4 separate regions of the Mus musculus genome follow, and regions 2, 3 and 4 are each linked to region 1. A link is a contact called in public Hi-C and HiChIP or PLAC-seq data. All regions are on one chromosome and are shown on one strand. The core of a region is the stretch at or near the end of the contact, and the rest is flanking DNA. Distances in the headings are between cores, read along the strand shown. Region 1 overlaps Arnt2 (aryl hydrocarbon receptor nuclear translocator 2). Region 2 overlaps Cemip (cell migration inducing protein, hyaluronan binding). Region 3 has its middle 14 kb from the start of Cemip. Region 4 overlaps Gm31284 (a long non-coding RNA gene).

What was found. Hi-C and Micro-C count contacts between places; a contact is called where the count stands out from the background. HiChIP or PLAC-seq counts read pairs in DNA pulled down with a chosen protein or histone mark.
Region 2: a contact with region 1 is called in a FOXA1 HiChIP or PLAC-seq map of pancreatic cancer cells. The contact joins two enhancer-like sites. A contact is called at or near these places in 2 of 484 Hi-C or Micro-C datasets (the AML12 cell line and embryonic fibroblasts), 3 of 115 datasets of contacts at active chromatin or transcription factors (embryonic stem cells, fibro-adipogenic progenitors and pancreatic cancer cells) and 2 of 9 other capture datasets (liver and pancreatic islet).
Region 3: an HNF4G HiChIP or PLAC-seq map of pancreatic cancer cells shows a contact between it and region 1. The contact joins two enhancer-like sites. A contact is called at or near these places in 5 of 15 datasets of contacts at CTCF or cohesin (CD8 T cells, the NIH/3T3 cell line, embryonic stem cells and 2 more), 69 of 484 Hi-C or Micro-C datasets (the 3T3-L1 cell line, 3T3-L1-derived adipocytes, 8-cell embryo and 50 more), 10 of 115 datasets of contacts at active chromatin or transcription factors (a beta-TC-6 cell line, double positive thymocytes, embryonic stem cells and 7 more) and 3 of 9 other capture datasets (adipose tissue, liver and pancreatic islet).
Region 4: a contact with region 1 is called in a Hi-C map of cerebral cortex, with 2.4 times the contacts expected there. The contact joins two enhancer-like sites. A contact is called at or near these places in 1 of 15 datasets of contacts at CTCF or cohesin (the NIH/3T3 cell line) and 11 of 484 Hi-C or Micro-C datasets (the BV-2 cell line, the HL-1 cell line, cerebral cortex and 6 more).

What each region holds. Positions count from the first base shown.
Region 1 is chr7:84,270,828-84,274,256 of GRCm38.p6, reverse strand. All of the region lies in intron 12 of Arnt2 (aryl hydrocarbon receptor nuclear translocator 2), which reads left to right. Among named protein-coding and RNA genes, the nearest start is that of Gm26708, 40 kb to the right of the region's middle. Within about 2 kb of position 1,691, at least 80 of the 459 cell types and tissues checked have an H3K27ac peak or open chromatin away from gene starts, as enhancers often do. A contact at or near this core is called in cerebral cortex and pancreatic cancer cells, where this site is marked.
Region 2 is chr7:84,021,096-84,024,524 of GRCm38.p6, reverse strand. The region is part of intron 1 of Cemip (cell migration inducing protein, hyaluronan binding); the gene reads left to right. Gm30440 (a long non-coding RNA gene) reads right to left here. Exons shown (of 9, transcript XR_378308.2): 7 at 1,595-2,317; 8 at 680-778. Among named protein-coding and RNA genes, the nearest start is that of Gm30440, 53 kb to the right of the region's middle. Within about 2 kb of position 1,859, at least 18 of the 459 cell types and tissues checked have an H3K27ac peak or open chromatin away from gene starts, as enhancers often do. A contact at or near this core is called in pancreatic cancer cells, where this site is marked.
Region 3 is chr7:84,098,836-84,102,264 of GRCm38.p6, reverse strand. No RefSeq gene overlaps it. Among named protein-coding and RNA genes, the nearest start is that of Cemip, 14 kb to the right of the region's middle. Within about 2 kb of position 1,659, at least 6 of the 459 cell types and tissues checked have an H3K27ac peak or open chromatin away from gene starts, as enhancers often do. A contact at or near this core is called in pancreatic cancer cells, where this site is marked.
Region 4 is chr7:84,447,599-84,451,027 of GRCm38.p6, reverse strand. All of the region lies in intron 1 of Gm31284 (a long non-coding RNA gene), which reads right to left. Among named protein-coding and RNA genes, the nearest start is that of Gm31284, 19 kb to the right of the region's middle. Within about 2 kb of position 1,772, at least 32 of the 459 cell types and tissues checked have an H3K27ac peak or open chromatin away from gene starts, as enhancers often do. A contact at or near this core is called in cerebral cortex, where this site is marked.

The sequences.
Region 1 (3,429 bases), core at 442-2,941:
AGCTTTGAGCACGCCATCTGGGACGCATAATCTCTTGCTCCCTGATGCTTCTCCATCAGCCCTTCTGGGCTAGCTCTCCTTCTAAACATCTTCCCCCTCTGTGTACTTGGTACAACTGGATTCGTCTTCTACCCCATCTGCTGGTCAAACTGTAAATGGAGCCAAATAAATAGGAGAAGCCACAGATCCAGATGGGCAAAAAGATGATCCTGTCTCATCCAGAGGTTTCACTCAAATTGAGGGTGTTCCATTTTTCCTTGTCAGTCCCACAATGTGGAGGAGGGGTGCTCTTTACCCAGGGACCAAAGACATGCCCATGAGTGACACACCCATATCTGATGCTAGGTCTGATGAAAATAAGGAAGATTGGGAAATGAGAGTAGAGCCAGATGCACGGGGCTAGGTAGGCCCTGGCTGCTGCTGTGTTCAAGGTATAGAGGGTGCTGAGCAGGCTTCTCAGGTGCCAGGCTCTTGCCAGAAGAAGACAATGCTAGCTAGCCTAACCTTCTTAGCACCTGTGCAAACCAGATCTCTACCCCTAGGCTTATCTCTCCCAATATGGCCTCACACCTGCCAATTCAGGCTGCCTAGCCAAGAAGTCACGGAAATAGAAAAACAAGCCAACTATTCAGAGTCCTGGACACTATTCTGGAATCTTCCCCCTTTGGATCCTAGGGAAAACTACTTCCTCTCTGGATCCTGCCTCCTTCTCTGCCCCTATCCCTCTTTGTTCCTTCTCAGTATGTGGTTGTGTACACAGGCCTGTGCTCAGCAAGGGCTCTGAGGCCGCTGGATTCCTGTGAGTGAGGCTGTTCTTGAGGGTGTAACTTAAGCTTCACTGTCAACCTTCCTAAATCTCCCTGTCACTAACTCCTCCCTATTGATGAACTACTTCTATAGCACGTCCAAGCCACCCTATCTACAGTAACAGTGCCCTGGCTGGGCACCCAGCAGCTTTGTAGATTTGGATGGGCAGAGCTGACTGAGGAGCCTTGTTGCGGATGGTTGGGGGCTTTTAAATCTTTCACCGTTGTTCTTTTCCAGTCTTCATTTACCTTCTGCCATCAGAGTCACATGTCTGGTCACAGCTAATGAAGCTGATGTCCCCTGTCCACCATGACTGGACATGGCCTAGGCCAGGCAAGATGCTTGCATTACTGTTCTTGCTTTAAGAGGGGACCCAGTCCCAGAAGCCCAAGGCTTGAGCTTCAAAACCATGAAAGCATGGGTAGAAGTAGGCAGGTGACAGTGGACAGATACAGAGGAAGAAGAAGACAAGACAGGACCCCCCCCCCAGAGCCTAGGGAACACCCCCAGGAGGCAGCCCTGACAAGGGGGAGGCATAGAAGCAAAGTCACCCTCCTCTGCAAGCCAGCCAGGCTGACTGGGTTGGCTTTCTGAAAGCCAGACAGTGATGAGACAGAAAAGCATTTTGTTCAGAGGTGGGCTATTCTGCTGTCTCAGGTCAGTCGTTCTCAGCATCTCCTGGAAGTTGTGTGAATCAGAAAGCCCCTGGGGCACCTGCAGCAGCGGCAGTAGCAACACATGTCAGTTTTCTAAACCAGGTGTTCAGTGGCAAGGATGAAAAGCTTGCTCTGGACGGTAGAGGGCGGTGCTGACCAAGCATGTGAGCAGACAAGAGCATTCTTGAGTTTTGTCAGCTAGGCCAGCAGTAGGCCAGCTAGTTAGGAAAGCTCCTCCCATGCCCTGTGCTTGGGGGGAGGAGTGAGGAGTTGCTTGCTCGGTAGCCTTCAGCTAAGAGCATCCAAAAGCAACTTCCTGAAGGAGTTAAGCAAGCATTGGGTGTTTAGCATTTGTGCTAAACTGCTGAAAAGGCTCTTTGTCACCTCTGACTTCTTCCTGTTCCTTCCACACAGATGGAAGCCCAGAAAAACAGACTGATGCAACACACAGGGTGCACTTCACTGAGGAGGTCAGGTCTTGGTGTTTGGGATTTGATACTCTGAGAAACCAGTCATGTCCGTCTTTCCACATTCGCCCATCCTAGCTCCTGGACATTCACTTCCCATCTCTCTTCTGGAGAGTGACATGCAATTATCCTTAGGCCAAGCCTCTGCTATTAAAATAGCACTAGTCTGAGGTTGTCTCGGGTTCTCATGACACAAGCTCCTGATGTGTGCATACAGCCATAGCTACATGTGTGCACTCATATGTATGTGCATGGAGGGCTAAAGATGCATGTGTCCCTGTGATGGTAGGTGTATGTGTGCATACATGTATGCACGTGTACATGCATACACATATGTGTGAGTACAAACATGGATTCTTAAAGCCCAACTGGTCAATGATCACATATACCCCATGGTCGTTAGTAGGAGTTACCTGCTTGATAGTAGGTGGAAAGTGAAGAGAAGGGGTGGATGCAAAAGGAGGCAGAAGGTTGTACAGCCAGGAGGCAGCAGCCTTCAGTGAGGGCTGGACACAAAGAAACCATTCTGTTCTGTCTTTTTGAGAGCCAGGCAGCAACTTCCAGTCAAGATGAGACGAGACCCCTCCAATGACGGGCTCCAAACCCAGGGAGCCTCTTAGTCCTTTCTTTTCCTGCCCCTCAGAGGAGAACCAGAACTGAAGGTTATGCCCAGAACTCTAGCACGCTTCCCCCTCTGCCCCGGTGGAGGTCCTGGTGTAATGTGACTTAAACAGTTAATAACTAATGCTTGAAATTAATACACCAACAGTTACTTTTTAACCAGCTATTACCCAAATAAAGAACACAGAGACCTTTAGAATGATAATAAGCCTTAAAGCACCGGAGCTGGGCAGATATCAACCCTCTAAGCTATTTTGTCTGTTCATGCCTTGAATCCCAATATATTGCTTGCCATATGCTTCATTTGCACTGTTCTTGCTTCATCGGGCTAGCCCTCATAGCCACATGCTCATGGTCCATATTAGCCCATGGTAAGACTTCCTTCTTCCTCCTCTCCTTGGTCTCCCTTATAGTCCCTACCTGAGACCCCCCCCCCCCCCGCCCCAAGCTCAGGAACCTTTGTCCTGCCTACCTCTCTTCTACCCAGCTACAGGCTGTCAGCAACTTTGATTAACCAATCAGAGATAATTTGGGTGCAAGACTTTCGAGACAAAAGCTGATGTACATAAAAAATTAATTCATCTTGGGGCAACAGAATTTACTGGCGTATGGAATTTAGCACTTGAATGCATAGCAGCACCAGACCAACCCCCAACATTTTGGTGACCTCTCAGGTGATGGTCACTTTCTTCCAGCCACTATTGAATCAACTTACAAGGCCAAAGAGATTTCTCTGAACATGATCACGTCAATGCCATGAGTCCAGAGTCTCCAGGAGCCTCTGGGACATGGAGGGTGTTTATTCTGGGCAGAGGAAAGAGGTCAGGCTCCACAGCCCTGCAGAGTTATATTTGAATCCGTTATATTTGCATTCTAGC
Region 2 (3,429 bases), core at 610-3,109, 250 kb after region 1:
AGAGGAAAAGTGAGGCAGGATGGGCCAATGGCTGCTGTCTTCATCACTCCCTGGGTGAGACCTTGGTCCACTGATCTGAGGAGCAGTAATTCTGTTCTTCATCCAACAAGTATTTGGTGAGTGTGTGTTCTGGGCCAGATCTCACATGAGAGAGAGAGACAGAGACAGAGACAGAGACAGAGAGACAGACAGACAGAGACAGAGAGACAGACAGAGAGAGAGACAGAGAGAGACAGAGAGAGACAGAGAGAGACAGAGAGAGACAGAGAGAGACAGAGAGATGGGAGGAGAGAGAGAGAGAAAATAAGACCTTTAGCCCTTTAGTAGCCCACTTAGCAGCATGGACATCTTATGCAATAATATCCCATAATAACAGAAACAAAAGGCAAATGCTATATAGGATGGGAGTGCAGAGGGAAGCTTTCAGTTCTTGTGCCTTCTTCCAAGGAAGCAATGACTTCAGGCCCCCCTTGGCAATTCTGACAACTCAGGCACAGACCATGTGCACAGAAGGCCTTGGTAGCTGATGGGACATCTGTATAGGTAGGTCTAGGTGAGTCCACTCTAGGGAGCAGAGGATGACAGGTTTTGAGGGATGAGGCTGGGAATCATTTGGGAGCCACATGAATCCCTCCTGTGGTACTGACATTTTAGAAGGATGAAAAGCCATCAGACTCACTGTCGAGAATGCTCGGTGAGGGGAGGGCAGTGCAGGTGACATAGTCACGAGATGGCAGGAGGTATCTGTGGAGGCCACTGCAGATTCAGAATACAGAGCCTGAGTTAGAGAAATGAAAAGAAGGTGAGAGGTCAAAGGTGGTACAAAGGTCGTATGGGATGAGGAAGGTGCAGAGTGGGAGAGACACCTGAGAATTTGTAACTGTGAGCTAGTGGAATTCTTAATTCCTTTTATTTGACTTTGCTCCCTCTCTGTTCTGATGCGGATTCCAGCACACCCTTATAGATGTCTGAATAGCTGTGGGCATCGCCCTGTGGTCCACACCCTCTGCCTCTCTGAGCTGGAGAAAATGCAAGACTTGAACAACTAATAATTTGGACTCTAGGATTCATGCTGAGCTTGTGTAAACCACTTAACTTCTGAGGTGTAGATAAATCGCTCTCAATGGCCAGTACAGTGAAGGCCCCCTTACCAGAAAACTACTTTGAAATAATCTCTACTTTTAATTTCTTTCCTTTGTTTCTTGGAGAAGAAAGAGTGATAAGTGGCCACTGGGAGAATATTTTTTTATCCCCTATGAAGCACAGTCTCTATTGATATAACACAGGAAACTTCCTGAGCCAGCCTGGCATTTCCTCTGCACTGTCTTCCTTTAAATTGAGATGTGGTTTTTTTTGTTGTTGTTGTTGTTTTGTTTTTTTCGTTTTTGTTTTTGTTTTTTTGGTTTTGTTTTACAAAACCAAAAAAAAAAAAAAACCAAAAACAAGAAAACAAAAAACCCAACCTTTGTCCCTAATCTAAGTTAAGTTCTTTTATGTCAACACCTTCGGAAGGGCTGTCTCTCCTCCCTTCAGTCTCTCCTCCCTTCATCCTATGTCAGGACCCTGGAGACCAGACAAACAAGGTGGGGCTTACCTCATTTTTAACCCCAAAGGAGGAGGAAGACTGCCTTTAACTTTCTCAGTTTATTTGATTTTGCTCCCATCTTGGTTCTGATGTGGATTCCAGCACACCCTTATAGATATCTGAGTAGCTGTGGGCATCGCCCTGTGGTCCACACCCTCTGCCTCATCATCATGAATCCTCCCAGGTCATCCAGGTGACCCTGGGGTCCTTCCCTGGGATACAGAATGAGTCAGAGAATCACTTCCTCTGTTTTTACGACATGTTAAGCATGAAAGACAATGAGTCCAATGCACACAGGAGTGGCTGTGGAACAGTACAGAAGTCCATGCAGAAGTCAGACTGTCCTTATCGGGTGAGGGAGTTGGGCTCTTCTGGTTGCCAGTACAGGAATCAATGTTGGCTGCCTTCAGCCAGCATACATGCTAGAGATAGCAGAAGGCAAGTGCTTATCCTGGAATCAAAAGTCAACATAAAATGGGATTGGGGGTCAGGATAAAAATGACCACTCGTGTTCAGTTGCTAAAAATCCTGGTCTAATAATTTTACTAATGGGAGAGTCTCCCAGTCTCCAGGGTAAACCTGGCTACAGGAGGCAACCCTACAATCTCTCACTTCTGATGATCTGAACAGAGTGCAGACTTTGCTCATGGTGAAGCCTCTGGTGCCCCGTCCCCTAAGAATGTGACTGGCTCGGTTTCAAGGCATAGATCTCAGAGTAAAAGGTGGGGTACCCTAGGAAAGAAATGCAAACAGGGAGATTAGATTTTTTTAAAAAAAAGGTCAACACACACTCTAAAGGCAGCTCTGTCCCTCTAATCTTGTGTCCCCACCTCACCCCTCGGGCTCAGACACAATGGTGTCTGTATGCACTGAGCAGCTAAATGAACAGGTTGAATTTTATGGGCCCCACGTTTTTGTAACAGTTGAATGTGAACAATTTCTTTTTGTTCAATATAATATGCAAAACATGTGCTGACCAGAATTGAGGTTGCATTTTATTCCTTGAGTAAGTCAAGGGCTCTGTGGGGCCCCCCCACTCTCATGTTTTATGCCTCCTATATATTGGCAAGTGTGCTACAAAGTGGTGTTTCTTTTTCATCTTGTTCTGAGACAGTGTCTTGTGGAGCTCAATCTGGTCTCAAACTTGTTATGTAGCCAAGGGAAACCTTGAACTTCTAATCTCCTAGCTCCACTTCCCAAGGGTTGTGGTCGATTGCATATGCCACTCTGTTGCTTTATACAGTGCTAGGGATTGAACCTAGTGCTTCATGTGTGTTAGGCAAGCAGTCTACCCACTGAATTATGCCTCTAGACTACAAGGTTATATTTTGATGCACTCACACATGGTGGAATGATTATATCAGAGTAATTGGCAGAGCTATCACCCTAGATGAGGTAAGGAGAATCTAAGGACCAGGCACAAAGCTCCAGTCAGGTAGGAGGAGTACTTTGGGCATTAGTAGGTGATTTCTGATGGCATGTATATTTCAAAGTTACTGAAGGAGAGGATTCTAAATACAGCTTCAGAGACTTAATTGCTGTGGCAAACAGAGTCAGGAAAAGGCTAGAGTCAGGTGAGTCTGGTCACCCATCCTCTGGACTTCTGCCGGCTGTGGGTAAACTAGTAAGGACAGCCCTAAGTGACAGTCCCCTCTTCTCTCTGCCAGGACACCCATCCCCTCTCTCAGTGAGGAGTAGCTTTTTCCAGAAGGCGCTTCTGGAAGATCTTGGGCAATGCAGTTAACTTGGATTAAACTCAGGCCAGCATCATGGAGCTGGAGGCAGGAGCTATGCTTGCTGCTTGGCCACCATTTCTGGCTAGGAACCCATCATGGGCTGGAGCT
Region 3 (3,429 bases), core at 410-2,909, 170 kb after region 1:
TGACTCAATTTTCATAAATCACTTCTGTCTAGAAACTTAGGTTTTTTTTCAAAATTTCAAGTTTATTCAGTGCATGTTTTCAGAATATTCCCCAATGAATCTTTGAATTTCAGTTGTATTTTCTGTGATTGTTCTTGTTCCTCTCATCACAAATTATATTAATCTCTCTCTCTCTCTCTCTCTCTCTCTCTCTCTCTCTCTCTCTCTCTCTGTCAGTTTCACCAAGGGCTTACCAGTCTTGTTAATCTTTTCAAGTAACCAATTCATGTTTCACTGATCCTTGCATTAATTTTTTAGTCACGTTTTATTGTGTGTCAGTTAGCTTTCCATTGCTGTAACAACATCTCAGATAAGCCACCCCAAAAGAGAAATAATTTCAATTTAGTTATAATTTAGTTTTGATCTAGCTTTGGAGATTACAATCCACATTCATTGGCTCCATGCTTTTTGTTTATGTGGTGTGGAAGATCGTTACAGGAGTATGTGACAAATCAGGAAAACGATGAGGAATGCAGTGGAGTCCCATAATTCCCTTAGAAGTCACCCTTTAGTGGCCTAATCTCTCACTATACACCACCTCTCAAAGGTCTTGAATATGTCCTGGTAGCACCAAGGTGAGGGCCAAGTCATTAACATGAATAGAACTTGAAATGAGATGAACAAGAGCCATTTTTACAGATACTACTGAAATCCAGGGGATCCTTGGGGACTATTCTGTAAGCATACACTGAATAAATTTGAAATTTAGAAGAAATGGCTAAGTTTCTAGACGTAGCACATGGGCTTTGGGGATGCATTCCAGATCCAGACTGCAGCCCCTATTAATTCATGTAGCTATAGCACATGAGTATTTGTTGCTATTCTATGAATATATTCCAATTTATGCTATGGATGAACAATGGGCATTTCATTTGAATTCCATGTTTTTCTTATATTTTTGGTTGTGAGCCTAGCCTTTAATGGCTGAGCCATCTCTCCAGTCCCAGTTTTTTTTCTTAACAAACAGGTTTTGCACATCTCATGATTTAAGACTTCTTCCTGATGGTCCTTAATCTTACTAATGTGTTGAAATTCCCAAGCTGCATTTAACTATGTTGGTGCCTGAATCCTCACCCTCACAGATTCTGATTTTGTTACAGTCTCAGAGTTTACTGCTGTGAGGCGACTCTTGTAAGGACAACATTTAATTGGGGATGGCTTACAGGTTCGGAGGCTCAATCCATTATCATGGTGGGAACATGGCAGTGTCCAGACAGGCATGGTGCAGGAGGAGCTGAGTGTTCTACATCTTCATCTGAAGGCTGCTAGCAGATACTGACTTCCAGGCAGCTAGGACAGGGGTACTAAAGCTCTCGACCACAGTGACTCACCTACTCCCACATGGCCACACTTCCTAATAGTGCCACTCCCTGGGCCAAGCATATGCAAACTATCACAGTTGCTCTGGGCATGTGGACTTTTAAACAAAATACCTCCAGATTCCCAGGTGGGCATGTAAAAGTGAAAAAGCTGCCCTAAAAAGGGTTCCTCGTCTCCATGTGCACTCCCATTATGCAGATTTTGACTTAGTACATCCATGATGATTTGAGACTACACATTTCATAGAATCTCCCAGATGATATTGGTCCACTGCCAAGGGTGGAGTACAGCTGAGTCTTAGGGATGTGCCTTCAGCCCCACTAGAACTATGCCAACTCATTTTTGAAAGCCAGGGTGCAATGTCTCCTCTCCACATTGGATTAGAGTTCTAGACTTCACCACTTGTATCTGACTTGGTGTATTTTGCCTAAATATTAAATATTATATCCCTGATCATTCAAGAGATAAGAATATTTCGAAATCACACGGGACATTTGACAATTTTCTATTGAGAGGGAAGGTATCCTTTGGGCTCAGGACCCCAAAGACCAAGTTGTCAGACTAAGTTCTCAGTACAAAGGAGATGTCTTTGCCCAGAGGGACAGAGGACAGGGATAAGGGACAAAGACAGGAGGTAGAGGATGAGAGAGAAGGAGAAGGGAACAAGAAAGAGGGGTAAGGGGCATTTGTCCTAAAGTGGGTCAAAGGACTGCCTCTGGTTAGAGAGGAGACAGATGTGGTCATTAGGAAAATGCTAGTTTATAAGGGTAAGGGTACATGGGGAAACCCTGTGTTAGGATGAGGTGTTTGATTCTAACTGGCATGTTAACTAGGTGAGCCAAAGGAGACTTTTGATTGCTGGACTTTAATACTTAAAGAGCTGAACCTTGGTAGTTAGCCTCAGGAGGAGGAAGTGGCCAAATAAGGGAATAGGGATTTTGGGGGCTACCTTCAAGAATGTAATCTTCAGATTTTAGCAAGGGAGAGGGAATCAGGGAGAAGGGCAGGCCTGCCAGAGCTATGCTTGCCACACTCAAGCTGGCTAAAATCCCTTCGTACACAGGGAAATTGTCTGTCTGAGGCCCGTGCCTAGTCACCTGGTAGCTTCTGTATTCTTTTTTCATAGTAATTCCTCATTGACTCTAGGTACAACTCCTTTATTTAGTATATGCAAATATACTCACTCAGTTGTCCATCAAAGACAATGCTCTTTGCAAGCACCATGCCTCAGGCGTCTCCGTTGTCACACTAGGCCCTGGTTAGGAAGGGTCCTTGTGAGGTGCACTTAGACCCCTCCTGTGCCCCAGGTTCTCAAGCAGCTTAAGAAAATCTCAGGCAATGGATAGATTGATGAGACTAAGGGCGTATTCTTCAAGCCACATGTTGTCTGTCATTTTAGAGGTGACTTCTGCCCCTTTCAGTAAAAACCCCAGGCTGTTTCTTAGAACCAAGACTACCTGACATATAACTAATGTATAGAAAATGTATAATACAGTCTTTTAAATATTTTTTTATTTTATATGCATGAGTGTTTCTGCCTGCATGTTTGTCTATGCACCATGTGCATATTATTACCTGCCAGAAGTCAGAAGAGGACATAAGAATCTCTAGAACTAGACTTACAGGTGCTTTGTGAATGGCTGTGTGGGCACTGGGATTCAAACCCAGATCCTCTAGAAGAGCAGCCAATGTTCTTAAGCCTTCTTCTCTCCCACTCCATATATAATCTTTTAATCAGATCTTAGAGTGATTGACATACCAGGTTCAGCATTTTGCCTCTGACTCAGAGAACACATTCTGACACTCTTGTTCTGGGGGTTCAGTGATGTCTTAGTCAGGGTTTCTATTACTGCACAAACATCATGACCAAGAAGCAAGTTGGGGAGGAAAGGGTTTATTCAGCTTACACTTCCATGTAGCTGTTCATCACCAAAGGAAGTCAGGACTGGAACTCAAGCAGGTCAGGAAGCAGGAGCTGATGCAGAGGCCATGGAGGGATGTTTCTTACTGGCTTGCTTCCCTGGTTTGCTCAGCCTGCTTTCTTATAGAACCCAGGACTACCAGCCCAGG
Region 4 (3,429 bases), core at 523-3,022, 180 kb before region 1:
AAATGATTGGATTGATGTGTAAATAAATAAATAAATAAATAAAACTGTGGAAAAAAAGAAGATTGGAGTTACTACCTTGGCCTGCTTTCCTATTACAGCCTAAAGATTGAGGCTTGTTTTCTTGTCCTTGGCCAATGTCAGATTCCTGCCTAGAGGCATTCCATAGATCTCTCCTCAAAGCATTCCATAAAGAATACGTCTACTATATTTATAAACAGCCCTTCTATGGGAGAGAAGTATATGTGACTAGATCACATGTTTGTTCTTTTGAGTTTCCTCCTACTTCAACACAGATAATCGAATAGTGTGCTGTAGCCAGTGTTTTAAAATGTTAAAACATAAAGCTTTAATTTGTATATTAAGAGTATATATATATATATATATAGAGAGAGAGAGAGAGAGAGAGCGTCCTCAGAGTTTACAATTGCTTAAAGTTGTTCATCCCTCAGATACTATGAATTTGCAATTTTGCAATTGTTTATGCATATACAACTCATAAGAACACAAAAATAACTGGCCATATAACCTTGTTCTTTACATCATCAAAATAGTAATGGCTTAAGATAATACTTTAGTATTTAAAAAAATGTACATGTCAAATTGTAAAAATTTGTTCTCAATGTCTTCAGTTTCTACCTGTTTCCACATAATGGTGTTAATTTTTGAGGACTTATACTTAATTATTGCAAATGGATACTCTTATTTCTGATTAAATAAATAATTAATTAAATAAAAAAAAAGAAGACAACATCTATTTTGCAAGTCTCTTGGGGCATTCACAGGCTTAGTAATTGTTTGGCTTGGTTTTGCTTTTTTTTTTTTGTTTTTGTTTTTGTTTTTTTCCAATCTCATCAATTTAAATGGATTTGGAAATGATAGACCCTAGTTATTGCCATAGGCATTGAACTTTTCCACTCTCTTATTTATCCATTGCATTTATGATTTTCAGTCTTCTTTGTGAAACAAGAAAGAATAATCAGCTGCTTTGAATTTGTTGCCTGTTTCACGTGACATCAAAGCATGGTGCACTTAGCTCCTTGCCTGCAGCTTCTACATCTGGGGATGGAACCAAAAGCACAGAAAATTCATTTTGTTTTGTTTTGTTTTGTTTTTTTAAAACAATCTGTAGTTTTAGTGTAAAAATTATTTTTATTTCCTCAACACAACATGACAACTACGTAAACAGCCTTCACATCACATTTACAATTATAATTAGAGATAATGCATGTGGAAGATGCATGCAAATTCTAGGCACCATTTTATACAAGGAACTTGAACAGCTTCAGATTTTGGGGCGGGAGGGGTGTGTCCATTACAATCATTCCCAGTGGATTCTGAGAGATGACCATGTTCAGCAAATGTATTATTTTCTTGCAATTTCTGATCTTGTTTAAAGATGTCTCTTTAGGCTCATGTACCTAAGTGGTGAACAACATCAGGAACAGCTGAGACCAAACACGATAGCTACTGCTATACTACAAAATACACTGAAGCTCTGAGCAACAGCAGGAATGAGCTCGCAGCTTTAGTGGGGCTCAGAGGACCTGTGTTTCAGAGCTCTCAAGCCACCATCCAGTCAGTAGATGGGGCTTCAGTCACCTTGAGACTGACTAGGAAGAGCTTGCTTCCCAGCTCATGTGGTTGTTGGTAGGTACTAGCTCTTGACAACAGGCTATCTCCAGGCCTGCCAGCTGGGCTTCTCTATAGTGTAGCTCAACGCCAGCTGCTAGCTTCATCAGAGCAGTAAGAACTGGGGGCAGTGCCAGCCCGAGAGAGGGGAGTCACATTGAAAGCAGCCTCACAGTGTTGTGCTCCAGTCTCTAGCAGCCAGACATGAGGTCTAAGCCACACTGTGGAGATTGTTTTCTGAGGAAGTGAAAACTCACAGGTAGGAAGCAATTGTGATCATCTTCAAGAACTGCCAGCTGGTGTGAAAGAGAACATGTATTTCATTCTGGAAATAAAACAGCAACTTTGTCCTAGAGTAGACATTCATGTTCTGGTTCCTTTTTTGTTCTAATTTTAAACTTTAATTGAATCTGTTCTTTTTTAATGGAAAGTTGGGAGACAAATATGTACAAGTAATATTTTTCACTGTGTATTAATGAATATACCTTTAATAACCAAGATCCACCTTCAGACTGAGGGAACTATTCAATTAAAAGTTCCTGGTTTTCAAACCACATCAGTTCAAGCAGAAATTAACTTTCAGATGCACAAGTGCACAACAGGGTGTATCTCATCTGCTACACATGGGTCTTTATAATCTGATTAAGCCACTCATGGATTAGTGAGCAGAGAGTCCAGAGCCTGCTCCCTCTCCATTCACTATGCAGAGGTTGTTTGATGTGCTCTTTAAAGCCAATTCATTGGCTTTTTATATTTTCATTTTGAAAAGAAAGGCTTTATAAAGTCTTTTTTGCAAACCACATCAAAATAAAAACTCTGCTTAGCAACAGGCATGGAAATATGGGGATTTACCAAACCCCAAAGACTTGAAAGTCCTTTACATCAGTATTTTCTTGGGAATTAAATGTCTATTCAAACACAAAACTCAGATGGAAAGGGTATCCATTAACCATGCATTTACAATTTTATTTAGCGGTGCAAATTTCTGTTTGCTAGCTAGAGTTCACAAGGGTGGAGTTTTGTTTAGAAGCTTCAAAGAAAAGTAAGCAGAGAAAAGTTTTGTGTATGTGTAAGGGGAAATATTTATATTTGGGATGGGTTTTGCAACACTAGACAGGAAAATAGGAAATTCATGAAACATATGGTGAGAGACAGTTAATCTTTGAAAAGGCTGTCTTTGGTCACGGGAACCAATTACGCCACTCCCATTCATGTCAAGAAGATATTTATTCACATAATTAAGCTTGCAGTATAGACACTGAATAAGCACAAGAATGTCATATTTATTCCAGATTAAAGAATCATAATCTAAAAAGGCATGTTAGAGTGTTTCTTTGTGTAAGTGCTGTATGTGGGTCTTCATGAGTGTGCAAATGTGCATGCATGTGTGTGAGTGTGCATGCATCTGTGTGACTATGCATGGGGTGTGTGTGTGTGTGTGTGTGTGTGTGCTCGTGAATGTTCCTAGGGGCTGAAAGTTACAATGTCCTTTCCTCTACTGCTCTCCACCCTGCGTGAGACTGTATCTCACTGAACCTGGTACTGACCAGTTGCCCAGTTAGCTCTAGTGATGTGTCTGCCTCCTGCCCTCCAGAGCTAGGACTACAGAGGCATTTATCTTCACCTGGCTTTTTTTTTTTTATGTGGGTGCTGAAGATCTCAACTCAAGTCCCCATGCCGCGAGATTACCCTCCGAGCCACTGTGGCTTACTGTGGCTTTCTTTTTCATTTCTTATAAATGGAATTATTTAACCCAGGTCTTTGTTGTCAGGCTTCTTCCACCAGCATACTCACTGGGAG